Linked DNA regions of Canis lupus: region 2 is linked to region 1. The links are chromatin contacts, called in public Hi-C maps. All regions are on one chromosome and are shown on one strand. The core of a region is the stretch at or near the end of the contact, and the rest is flanking DNA. Distances in the headings are between cores, read along the strand shown. Region 1 holds the start of ZNF768 (zinc finger protein 768). Region 2 holds the start of LOC102151745 (sesquipedalian-1-like).

Evidence for each region. Hi-C and Micro-C count contacts between places; a contact is called where the count stands out from the background.
Region 2: a contact with region 1 is called in a Hi-C map of blood, with 2.2 times the contacts expected there. The contact joins the promoter of LOC102151745 here to the promoter of ZNF768 in region 1. A contact is called at or near these places in 3 of 9 Hi-C or Micro-C datasets (amygdala and blood).

What each region holds. Positions count from the first base shown.
Region 1 is chr6:17,753,488-17,759,943 of UU_Cfam_GSD_1.0, reverse strand. ZNF768 (zinc finger protein 768) reads right to left here and starts at 2,445. Exons shown (of 3, transcript XM_038539807.1): 1 at 1,667-2,445; 2 at 671-1,390; 3 at 1-387. The coding sequence starts at 758. LOC100683431 (zinc finger protein 764) reads right to left here. Exons shown (of 6, transcript XM_038541718.1): 6 at 6,182-6,456.
Region 2 is chr6:17,899,536-17,905,618 of UU_Cfam_GSD_1.0, reverse strand. LOC102151745 (sesquipedalian-1-like) reads left to right here and starts at 3,102. Exons shown (of 2, transcript XM_038539830.1): 1 at 3,102-3,396; 2 at 4,263-5,066. The coding sequence starts at 4,286. The coding sequence ends at 4,894. CD2BP2 (CD2 antigen cytoplasmic tail-binding protein 2) reads right to left here and starts at 3,847. Exons shown (of 10, transcript XM_038539829.1): 1 at 3,729-3,847; 2 at 3,514-3,588; 3 at 3,259-3,404; 4 at 2,807-2,826; 5 at 2,620-2,723; 6 at 2,245-2,312; 7 at 1,964-2,121; 8 at 1,400-1,841; 9 at 1,209-1,318; 10 at 881-1,126. The coding sequence starts at 2,660. The coding sequence ends at 1,016. It overlaps TBC1D10B (TBC1 domain family member 10B), which reads right to left. Exons shown (of 9, transcript XM_038539823.1): 9 at 5,057-6,083. The coding sequence ends at 5,937.

The sequences.
Region 1 (6,456 bases), core at 1,196-3,695:
GGGATTCATACCCAGGACTCCGGGGTTCATACCCAGGGCTTTTGGGTTCATACCCAGGACTCTTGGGTTCATAACCAGGGCTCCTGGGTTCATAGCCAGGGCTTTGGGGCTCATACCTTGGACTTTGGGGTTCAAACTCAGGGCTCTGAGAATCTGAGTCAGGACTTCTGGGTGCAAATTCAGGGCTTGGGGGCACAAACCCAGGGCTTCGGGATTCAAACCCTGGGCTTTCCGGCTCAAACCTGGGGCTTTGGGATTCAAACCCAGGGCTCTGCGGCTCAAACCCAGGGCTCTGGGGATCCAGCCCAAAGGGTATCTCTTCGACCTCATAGTCCCCAGTGCCTTCTTGTTGAGACATTTCTTCTTCCTCATTCTCACTCATGTTGCCTGCAGGATCAGAGAGTTACAGAAAACCCAGATTGTGTGCGGTCTGGAAGGTCATTTAGTCCCACTAGTTGCCACAAGCCTCTCCCTCCTCCAACAGGGTCGCTGGCCCTAGAGCAGGTGCTGAAATTCCCACCTCCCCCTCCGCCGACCCGGGACGTCCAGTCCCCGCCCCCGCCTCCAAGTCCCAGGTGTCCAAGCCCCCCGGCTCCCTTCCCCTCCCACGGCCCACAGCCCCCCCTCCCGCCCCCAGGCACGCTCCTCGGAGAGGCGCTCCCTCCCTCACCTTTGAGGGACCCTTCGGGGCTCCCCAGTTCGTCAGGACTTTGCACATCCCCGGGCTCGAGGCCCCACGGCGACGCCTCCCGTTCCATCCCCGCCGGCTCCCAGTGCGGCGGTGGCGGTGATGGCGGACGATCCTGCGACCAGGCCTGAGTGCCCTGAGACCCGGGCCCTCGCCGCCCGCCTGCTCAGCGCCGCCCAGGGGACCCGGCTGCCCAGCCCGGGCCCCTGAGGCCGGACGTCTTGACCCTGGGCCTCTCCAGCCGGCTGGGCCCCTCCCCTACCCACGGCCCCGCCCCCACCCACAAGGTCTCGCCTTGCCCTGGGGCCCTCCAAGGTCCCGTGCGTCGTGGCCTCGGAGGTGAGGGTCTTCACGACTCGCCCTGCCGCCCCCGGAGGCCGCTCCCCGCCCGCGACCCCGCCGTCTGGCCCCCCAGCCCGGGCTGGTCTGCGGCTATCCGACCCCCTCCTCCCCCCGCACAGGAAGTGTCCGTCCGCGGCCAGTTTCCCCCGCTGGCTAGCGCCACGGCCTCTCTAGGAGCGGCTGGAGGTGGAAACTCGTTGGCATTAACCCTGGGCTGGATGGCCCCGGCGTTCAGGTGGGGGAGGACGGGGCGCCCTGGAGCAGGCAGAAAAGGCTGGGGTAGTTTGTGTGCTGTGTCCTAGGTCTCCATCCGTCCAGGAGCCTATCTATCCGTCACCCGGGCCCTGCGTCCGTCAGTGCCTGTGGCCAAGGGCGAGGCGACAATCGAGACCAAGGTCAGCGAGAAGGAGCGACGCTTCCCGGCGCCAGCGGGGGCGGTGTCTAGCTCCCCTCCCCTCCTGGGCCTGGGGGTCAGCTCCGGCCGTGCCTCGGGAACCCGGACCGACCCCCCGCCTTGAGCTCCTGAGCCAGGGATTCCCACCCTGCCACCCCGAACTCTACTCCTCCGCACCGGTGCGCCCACCCCCACTCCTCCTGTCCCCCTCCCCTCTCTGCTCCTCCTAATCTCCACCCTACCGACTCCTGGAGGGCTAGGATCGTTGCCAAGGAAACAGCTCCGCCTCCAGTTTCCAGAAGCACCGCCCCTAACTCCCTGGGAGTGCGGCGATTGGCCGGGGGAGCTCGTGCTCTCATCGTCCCGCCTCCTAGCGCTATTCACCAACTGATAGGCTTGAATGGTCGCCAGGGAACGCCAGGCACCTTTCTGATTGGCTGGAGGGGGACCACCTACCCCAGTGGTCAGAAGTGCCCGCCGAGAGCTGAGAGGGAGGCGCCTGGCGTCTCCCTTTCAGTCGTCGGGCTGGTGCTTTCAGAACTTTTCCCGCCCCCATTTACCTTTCATTACGTCTTATCTCTGAAGAAAGCCAAGGGATCTGGAGACAGACAACCTTCTCCCCAGGTCTTCCGCATACTTCCTTTCCCAGTACTTTCCTTTCTCCCACAGGTTCCTGGTGCTGAAGGGGCCAGTCGGCGGATGCTCCCGCAGAGGCGAGGGCTGCTTTCTTTTCTATTACCTGCCTATCCCTTCCACCTTCCCTGAGATGGGAGCCTTAGTCCCAGGTTCCTGGATTTTCTCACAAAGAGGCAGGGATCTTATGGGAGTTACTTCTAGGTGAGGGTGGTGGAGTTCAGGAGGAGAAGTAGAAAACCATCTGGCCTTTAAGGGAGCTAAGAACTCTCCAGCCCTGACTTGGACAGAAACTTGAGAAGGGAACCTGAGGAACACTGCCCTTGGTGGAGCTTTGAATCAAGCAAGGGAAGAGTGATACTGGAAAGAGAATTCTTGTGCCCCTACCCCCACCCCCTTTTAGGCCCTTGCTTCTGAAAGTATTTTGGTAGCGTTCTTGACAATTGATGAGCCAAATTCTCCCTGTGTGAGTGATGCAGGAGCCATGGCTGTGTTATCTTGTTGCCTTCTCAGACAAATGAAGGGAAGAAACTGGTTTAGGAGGAAAGATGGCATCTTCCATTCTCCTGAAAAGAGAGGAGAACAAGAATTTGGAGAATTGCAAGTAGTAGAAGCCTAGGGAAAACAGGCTTATAAATAGAATCATAATTATCTTCCTACAAATAAAGCAGGAGTAGTTTTCTCCCCTGCAGAGGAAGAGCTTCCAGCTCCATGCTTGTCTCCCACCCCAAAGTCGGTCTATCCTACAACCATGTGTGAAGAACAGCTCACATAGTTCACTACTAGATGGCCCACAAGGGCAGAACCCCCTGTAAGTGTGCAGACTATGAAAGGAGAGGACCCGGGGCATACTCCGGTCATTCCCAAACCACTCACACAAACGAGAAAAAAAAAAGTCTCCTTCATGAGACACTTTTATCTGACCTCCAACCTGTTTACCCACCAGAAAATCTACACAGGAGAGAAGCTGCTCTCTACAAAGGGGATGGCGAGGCCTCCAGCCACAGCTCCGACACTATTCCATGACCTGTACTCTCCATAGCCCCACATGTAGCAGACGTCAGGCCAAGGCTTCAAGCTGCTTTGGCACCCACACTGCCACATGGAAATTCAGTCTCACTAGTGCCTAGAGTAGAAGAGTAGCTGACTTCCAGGCAGCTTCCTCCAGCACCAGTCCTATCCATGCAATGGGCCTGAGAAGCAACTAGCCTCTCTCTGCCACTCACCCAGAGCAGTGGAGGCTCTAAGAAAGGGAATCCTCTGATGTGGGTTCCAGCTTGACCCAGTACCAACTAATTCAAGGCAGGAGTCCACTGACCTTATTCTACCAGTGTGTACTAGTGAGGAAAAGCTGTGTTTGTGTTCTGAGTTGGGTGGCCACTTTGTCCATGGCATCATTCCTGGTGTGCAGCTAAGGCTTATGGTCCAGCCAACTTGGCCAACACTTGAGCATAGGTCCTCAATGGGAGGGAGACTCCTGTGTGAACTGCTTTTACCCTACATGCAACAGACAGGCCCTCTAAGAGGATCTGTCAGATGCTACAAAGAGACCTCCGTATATTCAAGATATATAGGTACCCAGGAAGAGCTCAGCCATGGCACAGTCTCCTTTGAGAAGAACAAAGAAAATGGGAGTCTTTGTATATGGCTAGGTCATCCTTTGACCTCAAGCGTTTGCAAAACTAAGAGCAGCTAGAAAGTAACATTTTGTTCAGAGCATCATTACCATGTGTAAGATTCCATCCCTGGAGATTCTGATTCAATAGTCCAGAGACAAAGCCCAGGGAGCAGACTACATTTTAGTTACTGAATGGGATTCTGTGGCAGAAAGGCCTTACTTTGAAAAATAATTGCCTAGGGGCGCATGGGTGGCTGTCAGTTAGGCATCCACCTTCAGCTTGGTCATGATCCTGGTCTTGGGATGGAGCCCTGTGTCAGGATCCCTGCAGGGAGCCTGCTTCTCCCTCTGCCCCTTCCCTCTCCACTTGTCCTCTCCTTCTCTCTCTCTCACTCTGCTTTCTCAAATGAAATCTAGGAAGGAAGGAAGGAAAAAAATACGGTCTAGAGCAAGTTTTTGCTTCTTTGAGTCATAAACATCTTTTCACAAGCCCAGATCAACACTTGTCCTTATTTTATATGGCTTGGACACGTTGGGAATGAGTCATGTGGTCATGACCTTGACATTTCACTCTGGCCTTGTGGATGGGCCTCATTTTGTCTGGTTCAGACAAGTATTTCTCCTGATGTACCAAGAAAGCCCTAGGAAAACCCTCTTTCTGACTTAAAGTGCTTTAGGGTCTGAGCCTCAAAGAACTAGGGTAGCAGAGAGAAAAGGGAGCCCCATCTCTGGTAGCAGTATCCATCCATGCCAAGAAAGGAGTAACTGAGAAGAGAGTGAGGCTGAAGCTTAAGCATTTTGTGACACTCAAAAATCAGAAAATGGCAGAAAGCTGGGTCATGAGGGCAAGAAGCAGAGGAGCTGGGTCTGACTTTGGGGCCCTATGCAAGCCCTGCAAACTTCAAAGCACTCAGAGAAAGTAGTAATTATGGTACCTTTAATTGGCAAGCTGAGGGAAGGGTCCAGATCTGGCTTTGAATCTTGAGCTGACAACTGGTGTTGCAGGCTGAGCTTTCCCCAGGCTCTGCTCAGGGTGAGGCGAGGGAAGGGTTGTACACTGGCTTCTGTAGGGAATTAAAAGCTGGTACAAAAGTAGCTCCTGCTGCCAAGGTACCTCTTTTCACTCTACCTCCCCCTTGTGACAAGATGATACATAAACCAATCCTCCCAGTAAAGTTTAGGGTAAGCCAGGTCTTGGTGAAGTCAGATTTGAAAATTAAATTGATTTCAATTCAGTTGATTCAATTGATTCAGTTGATTATTTCACTCAACAGTGTCCTTTCCCAAAAGTTTCTACTTCTTTAGAAGTTTCTCTAGGTTGACAAATCTGGTTTCTTCTTAAGGTAGGCCAGACAAGACATGGGGCAGAGTTGGATGAAGAAGGCAGGTACACGCAGGCCAGCAGAAGACATAAGGCCCTGCTATTACTCCTTGAAGTGAAGGTGAAGGAGGCATCAACGGGTCTGCTCATGGCTAGCTGCTTCATTACCTGAACAAGGCTGGACTCTGACCACAGCAGAACTGGTAGATGAATAATGGAGTCACAAGTAACACAGCTTGGGAATACACTTGAGTAGTTCCCTTGGCTACTAACCCCAAATGTTCCTGGCCTTGTCCCTCTTTGTTCATGATGAGACACTTTAACAGAGAAGCAAGCTTTTCTTGTTTGCCCTGGAACTCTCACCTCAGGCTGGTTTCTCCCTTTCCTTGCTTTGCTATTTGGCTGTTTTGTCACTCATCTTGTGACTGGGCTTCACTGACACTGGGTTGCTCTGTCCCTAGGCTAGGTCACTGCCTGGGAGTCGTTGTAGGGAGGGAGCAGATGCCTCCAGAACCCTGGCTGAGACACTGGCAAGGAACTCAGGAGTGGTGTGACAAAGATGGCAGTAAACCAAGAACCCTGGAGTCTCCCTGTGTGTGACCTTGGACAGGTCATTTGACTTTCCCCAGTCTCAGAGTCCCCAAATGCAAAAAGATAGAAAGCTCTCTTCCAATTCAAAAATGTGATGAGGGCCTTCTGGCTGGGTAGAGGCTAGCTAAGGCCCAATGGTAAGGGTCTCCCAGGGAGGCCCAAGGACTGGAAGACTCAGAGCCTTCATCTTCAAAACCAAGAAGTGCCAGTCAGTGGAAATCCTACTGTGGCATGGCAAAGATACCTCTCAGTTTGGGGCCAAGTACAGTCCTGGCAGCCTCTTCCTGACTAGGCTGTCCTCTTCAAGCTACATGATTCCTTTTTTATTTTTTTAAAGGTTTATTTATTTATTCAGAGAGAGCAAGACAGAGGCAGAGACAGGCAGAGGGAGAAGCAGGCTCCGTGCAGGAAGCCTGACATGGGACTCAATCCTGGGTCTCCAGGATCACACCCTGGGCTGCAGGCAGCGCTAAACCGCTGCGCTACAGGGGCTGCCCAAGCTACATGATTCCTTCCTCAGACAGTTATGAGGGCAAAATGAGTTAATGAACAAGACATTACTTTGTAAACCAGAAAACGTGACACAAGTAAACATCTGAAATAAAGCCTGCTTTTACTTCTTTCCTGCCACCCTTTCATATAGGTGCTGTCTACCTGAATCCCTGGTTCAGGAAAACATGACTGCTATACACCAGTTTGCAAACTTGAACAGCTACAGGAGCCCAATGGGGCATGAAAACAAGGGGAAAGTGCCAGATGGAGGGAGTCTGCTATACCAGGGACATGGACAAGTGATGACGATGGCCAGCTGACACTCGTCAGAAGCCAGGAAGGGGTGGTGAGCATGATGAACAGCTGCCCTGCAGCTC
Region 2 (6,083 bases), core at 1,853-4,352, 150 kb before region 1:
GTCCCAACCACCAAGCCACTACCTAGATCAATTCATTCAGAACATGAGGAGTAATTTTACAGCCCTGCTGAGACACCAATGGACAGTCGAGGTAGAAATGTGGAGGACTCCCCCTAACCTGGTGCATGAGAGAAGAGGCATAAGGCAAAACTGGTTAGAGGTGGGAGGTCCAGGTTCAATGATACCTGTCTCCTTCCCGACCCCACTCTTCAGAATCTGAATTCCTGGAAGTGGATCAGCTCCCTAGTTATTGAGAGTTCCTTCAAAGCACTAGCCTCATACCAGGCACACCACGAGAGCCCAGGGAATGGAAGCTTCAGGGCCTCAAAGGTGCCAAGAAAGGTCTGGGCAAGAAACCCATGGGGTCAAGTCATGCTCAGATTGCTGTGTGAGCTCCAGGGAGACACTGCCCCTCTTTGTCTGTTCAATGGTTGGCCCAGGTGGCCTGGAGTTCACACTTCGCCTGAGGAGCTGGAGATCCCGAGGGGGTGGGGAGGGAGTGGGTACCAGGCTTCCCACTCACCCCCAGCATATGTCTCAGCCCTTTTGAAGCCTAAAAATTTCTACTTCTGAAGCTCCATCTTATACTGGCTAGAGACTCTAAAGTTCTAAAAACAGGACTGCAGAAAAACAAAACAGGAACCCTGCTCCGAGGGTACTGGAGAACAGCAGGTGAGCAAAGAGATTTTTGAGATGGTGAGCAGAATCCAGGTGGGAAGGCCACAGGCCACCTGGGAGCCCTGGCTCTACCTTGGGAATGGTAAACAAAGGTGAGGTGGCTCAAGTGACCAAACACTCCCAAGAAGAACTTCATGAGGCAAGTCCAAAGGGGCTATGAAGCACCTTAGCTCCTGGCCATCAGCACAGCCAAGGCCCTAACATACAACTAAAGGCTTTTATTGGGAAAGGAAAATGGACTGAAAGGTGGCCCCCAAAATCCTCAATGCCTGAGACAGCTGGGGCCTCCTCCAGAGTCAAGGAAAGAAGGGACCACCAAACTGGGCCCTCAGCAGACTCAGGTGTAGAGGTCAAAGTCAATGCGTTTGGAGTTGTAGAACTGTCCACCGGGAGGGTCCAGCTTCCGGCAATAAACACCATCTGCGAAGTAGCCTTCGTTCACCCAGGTCTGCAGGAAAGGAAAGCAGAGCTGGGGAAAGACTCATGGGAGAAGGGAAGGGGGGTAGTGGTAGAAGCAGGAAAGGGCTTACCTGCATCTGGGTGCTGGTGAAGGGCCCATACAGCTCAGCATCCCCTGTGTTCTCCCACTTATATTCCCACATCACGTCCACCAGACCATCATCTCCTTTCAATTCTGCTTCTAAAACAACAGGCAAAGCCATCTGGCCCTCAAGTGCCCTACCTCCTGCCCCAACACCCCTCCTCTGCCTTCTGATCTTACCTCCCCTCTGTGTGGGGGTTGGGGTCTCCAGCTCCCCCTCTGCCACTTCCTCAGCAAACATGTCCAGAGAGGGTGGGGGTGTGGGGTCAGGGGGTCCCTGAGTCCGGGACCCCAACCCCTTCAGCCGCATGGCTAACCGTTCCCTTGTCTCCTGATATACACCGAGGTTGCCCCGGGCCACCATCTGGTCAGCCAACCCAGAGAGCCGATCCAAGCGCTGAGGGGAACTAGGCCGCCCAGCCCCCTTGCTGCCCCCTTTGCCACCTCCTCCTCCTCGGGCCCCCAGACGCCTCAGTGCCCCGGCCACTGTCTCTCTGGGTAACAGCAGCTCCAGAAGGCCCTCCAGGAGGGCTTGGGCACTCATTGGTGTCTGGCCCAGGCTGTCTTCTTCCTCTGAGTCTGAAGGTGGGCGCTGATCAGGTGGCCGCTCCTTGATCTTCACCTGTGATATGAAAACGGGGTGGGGGGGGGGGGGTCGGTTATCTCTTACAAACCGTGAGCAGGGCACAAGCCCAGCACTTGCTGCCTCCAGGTCCCCAGCCAAAGTCAACCCCTGGGCCACACCCAGTCAATGTTGTCCAGCCAGCTATCTCGGATCTGAGCATCCCGGTTCAGAAAGTAATTGCCATCAGCATCAAAGTGGCCTTCCTCCATCTCTTCCTGCAGGTTGAAAGGTGTGATCCGCACACCTCCCTCACTGGGGAGTGTGGCTGCTTCCTGACCTGCACCAAAGACACAGGTGGCCCAGGCTGAGCAAGCAAAAACAGACAAGAGCCTTCTCCACCCCATATCCCGTGAAACCCCATCTGTTCCTCCAGCAGCAACAATTCTTGGGTTTAGCTCACCTTCCACATCCTCTGAGGCCAGGATGTCGTATTTGCTGGACCCCTCATCATCATCATCCTCCTCATCACTGTCCAAAGAGTGTTTGCCTTTGAAGCGGCTCCCAGGACCCCCTGCCCCAGCCACAGGATCCACCAGCTGTGAGGAGCCAGCAAGTTGAGAGATGCAGGTTTGCGGCTATTCCTCAAAGTACTCTAGGAAGGTTTTTCTTCAAAGCTTTCTCAGACTGAAAATTCTCCAAACCCATTTCCCAGAGAACATGGAAAAAGCGAGACCTTTCACCGCTTTATCCCCACCAGCTTTCTTTCTCTTCTAGCCTCCAGTTCCTTCTCCCTGCCCTCACTCCTCCCCAGAATACAGGAGTCTGGCCACCTCACCTTCTTCTTGGGGACACTGATTTCATCCTCATCATCCTCATCTCCTACGCCTTGGAAGGTCACTTTCCTCTTTGGCATGCCTGCACAGAGGGGCCTTCGCCAAGCTGAGCGAGGGAAAGGGTGCAGATTAAGGGAACTGGGCGAGGCTACTCACCGCCGAAGGGCCGCCAGCACAACAAATAATCACCTGGTACGCACTAGATCCAGCTTGGGAAGAGAGGGTGCAGAGTCAGGGGCCGAAAGGGAAGTCGGCCGCCAGGAGGCCCCGGGGACTTGGTTTGGTCCAAAAGAGTTGCTGGTGCGGGGCCGGAGAGGCGGACGCGCGGAGGGGCTTCCCACGGGCAACCCCCACCCTTGACGAAAGGAGACAGACCCCCCACACATGCCCCCCCATTCCTGGCCCCCGCAGTCCTGGGTGCGACGAGGCTCTGAGGGCTGACACCGGCTCCTACACCCCCAGCTCCCTCAGAGCCCGCGGGGCCCGGGCGGACCCAGGACCTGGCGTCCTGGCCGACCCCCTCTTCCCCGCGCCGAACTCCCGGCTCCGAGGGGTGACCCCCAACTGTCCCGGGCTAAGTGTACAAATCAGAGGGGCGGCAGAACCGCGAGGATTCCAGGACCCCACCGGCGCGCGCTCACCTAAAGATCGACGGGAGGCCGGCGGGGAAGGAAAAAGAGAGCTGCTTTCCCCACGGCTACGTCCGGGGCAGCGGCCGCCATCACCCGGAAGGGAACTGCGGAAGGCGCTGGAGAAGGCCGGAAGTGGCTTCACTCGGGGTAGGGGACTAAGTGGAGAAGCGGGCGGAAGTACACAGTGAGCGGGAAACACCTCCCCGCCCAACCCAGAGTGACGTGATCAGTGTGGGGCGACAATGGCGAGAACAGGGGACGTACGAACGCCTAGGCCCCGATCAGACGAGAGAGATGGCCGGATGCGGTTTCGATTCCCTCCGACAGCAGTCAGAGGCTCTGGGGAGAAAGCAGAGCGCACTCTACTTAAAGGGGCGCCCAGGACCATGATGGAGGAGCAAAGTGGGACAATGGCCCGTTTCCCTTTCCATAGTTGAATCACTTTCCCCAGGGTTGCCCAAGGGCTTTGCGCCCCTCACCAGAATCTTCTTGGAAACCCTTCCTTTCCACTCAGCGTCCAGTCCAGTCCACTCCTACCCCGAGGTGCGGCCCTGCTCTTTTCCCCGAGGCAAGACCCGGTTCTGATGGCCAGCCTGGAGGCCCGGGGTGGTTCCGGGGCACTTGCCGAACACAGGTCTCTTTAGGACCCGGGGGAAGTCATTTACCCGACACCTATCCCCTGGGGAGTTCCTGGTTTGAGAGGTGGGAAGAGCCGTCTCGGAAAGGTGACGGTGGTACCTGTGTCCAGTACCCAGGCCGAAGTTTCTTGTGCCCTGATTTCAGGTAGGCCTGGAAAAGGGCAACAGTGCGTCTCTCCAACTACAGGCGCAAGCAAATAGGGGTCCAGGCCAGCGGCCCCTGCCCAGGGTCTGTAAACTAGCCCAAAGGGGAGAACTGTAGGTGGGAGGTGTCGGCCCCAGTGCTGGGGGGGGGGGGGGGGAGCAAGACCTGTACTCTTGAGGACACTCTTAAATCCCACTAGGCTAGGACCAGCTCTCTCTCCTGCCCCCAAGGTCTACTCCCAGATTGGACTACCATGAAACTGCACCAGAAATCCGTACTCAATTTCTTCCGTGGATACAGAAAAGCTCCAGACCGCGAGGGCATCTTGCTGAAGAAAGGAGCCCGAAATATCAGCTATCAACGCCGCTGGTTCATCCTCCGGGGAAACCTCCTCTTCTACCTGGAGAACCAGGCGGACCACACACCCCTGGGCCTCATTCTCTTGGAAAACTGTCGGGTGGAGCCACGCCTTGGGGCCACAGAACCCTATGCCTTTACCATACTGACCCCTAGGGTTGAGGGAACAGCTGGGCGTGCCTACAAATTGGCAGCAGAAAACCAGGAAGAGCTGGGAGCCTGGCTGTGGGCACTAGCTGGGGCGAGCTGGAGGCGGCTGGTGGCGCTACTACCCCCCCTGGAGGCCCAGTACCGGGAGCTGTGCCAGGCAGCTGGCCAAGAGCCCAGCTCACCCCCAGAGGACTGTGGCTTTCTTGCCACCCTCGGTATCCCCTCCAGCTTCCAGGAATTGCATGAGCACTTTGGAAAGGAGATCCGGGTGCTGCAGGTGGTGCGTAGAGGGCCCCAGGCTAACAATGGGGGCAGCAGATCCCAGGCAAAAGAGGAACAGGAGCTCAGCAGCTGATGAGTGACTGAAAGGTGGACCAAAGGCCAAGAGGTACCCACGTGCCAAGACCAGCCCACAGCTTCGGTAGATGCCTGGATCCTGGCCTGCTCCACTGTTTCCCACCCCCTGCCCAGTCCTTATTCTAACCCCCTCTATCAAATAACAAAGCAGGAGACGGGCCCAGGTACAACAGCAGGTTCTTTTCTGATTCCTCAAAGCGCTGCATAGGATAGGAGCAGAGATAGAAGAGAATGTAAACATTGGGTTCCACCCCCTGGAGCTCAAGGGAAGACCCCTTCCCCAGATAGGGGCTGGAGGGAAACAATGTAAAAGGTGGGGACCCTGGTGAGACAAAGCAGGAGAGGCCTGAGAATACACAGGAAGGTGGTGAAGAAGAAAGAGAGCAAGGAGGATGGTTGGGGGGGGGGGGCATTTCCTGTTCCAAGGCATGTCCCCTTAAATAAATGAGTGCAAGAACATTGTAGAAGGAGAACTAAAGGACAGAAGATAGAGCGAACACCCCCACCCTGGACCCACCAGGTCCTCTGTACATAATTACAACGCAGAGATGTCCGAAAGTAGAGCGAGGAGAGCTTTGGCCCCCAGGCAGGAAGAGGGGGAGATGGGCAGGGCTGCAGGGAAAAAGGAACCCGGCTCCACTCACGGATAAAGGGGAGCAACTGGAGTGTAAGAATCTGAAAACTGCTGATTCCCATCGCCAAGTCACCCCTGAGGTGACTAAAGGCCAATCAGGACTGCACCTGGGAAGGACCCCAGAGGGAATTGGGGCAGGAGTGACAGAGACCCCAGCTGGACCTAACTGGAGGTGAGGGGCTCCAGACTTATTCGAGGCTGTCCCAAGGAGAGGCGGCTGCCCAGTGCGCTCCCACTGTCCCAGCTGTGTAGGGACCAGTGGCTGGCAAAGGAGATGGGGAGCCAACTGCTTTCCCCAGAGAGAGTGACCACTGGCCCAGGAGGCTTGGGGCAGCACCCCAGGCCAGGCCTGCTCTGGACTGAGGAAAAAAGAGGGAGGTCATGCAGTCCAGCCCCAAAACAGAGGTCAGAAGTAAGCATCCTGCCGGGCCTCAGATGCCGAGGACCTGTCCCCACCATCCTGGGGGGTGGGGGGCCCATCTGCCTTTCGACGCAGTGAGAGCTTCCTGCCCTGGGCCTTCTTTTCCTGCTTCTGCCGCTCCTTCTCCTGCTT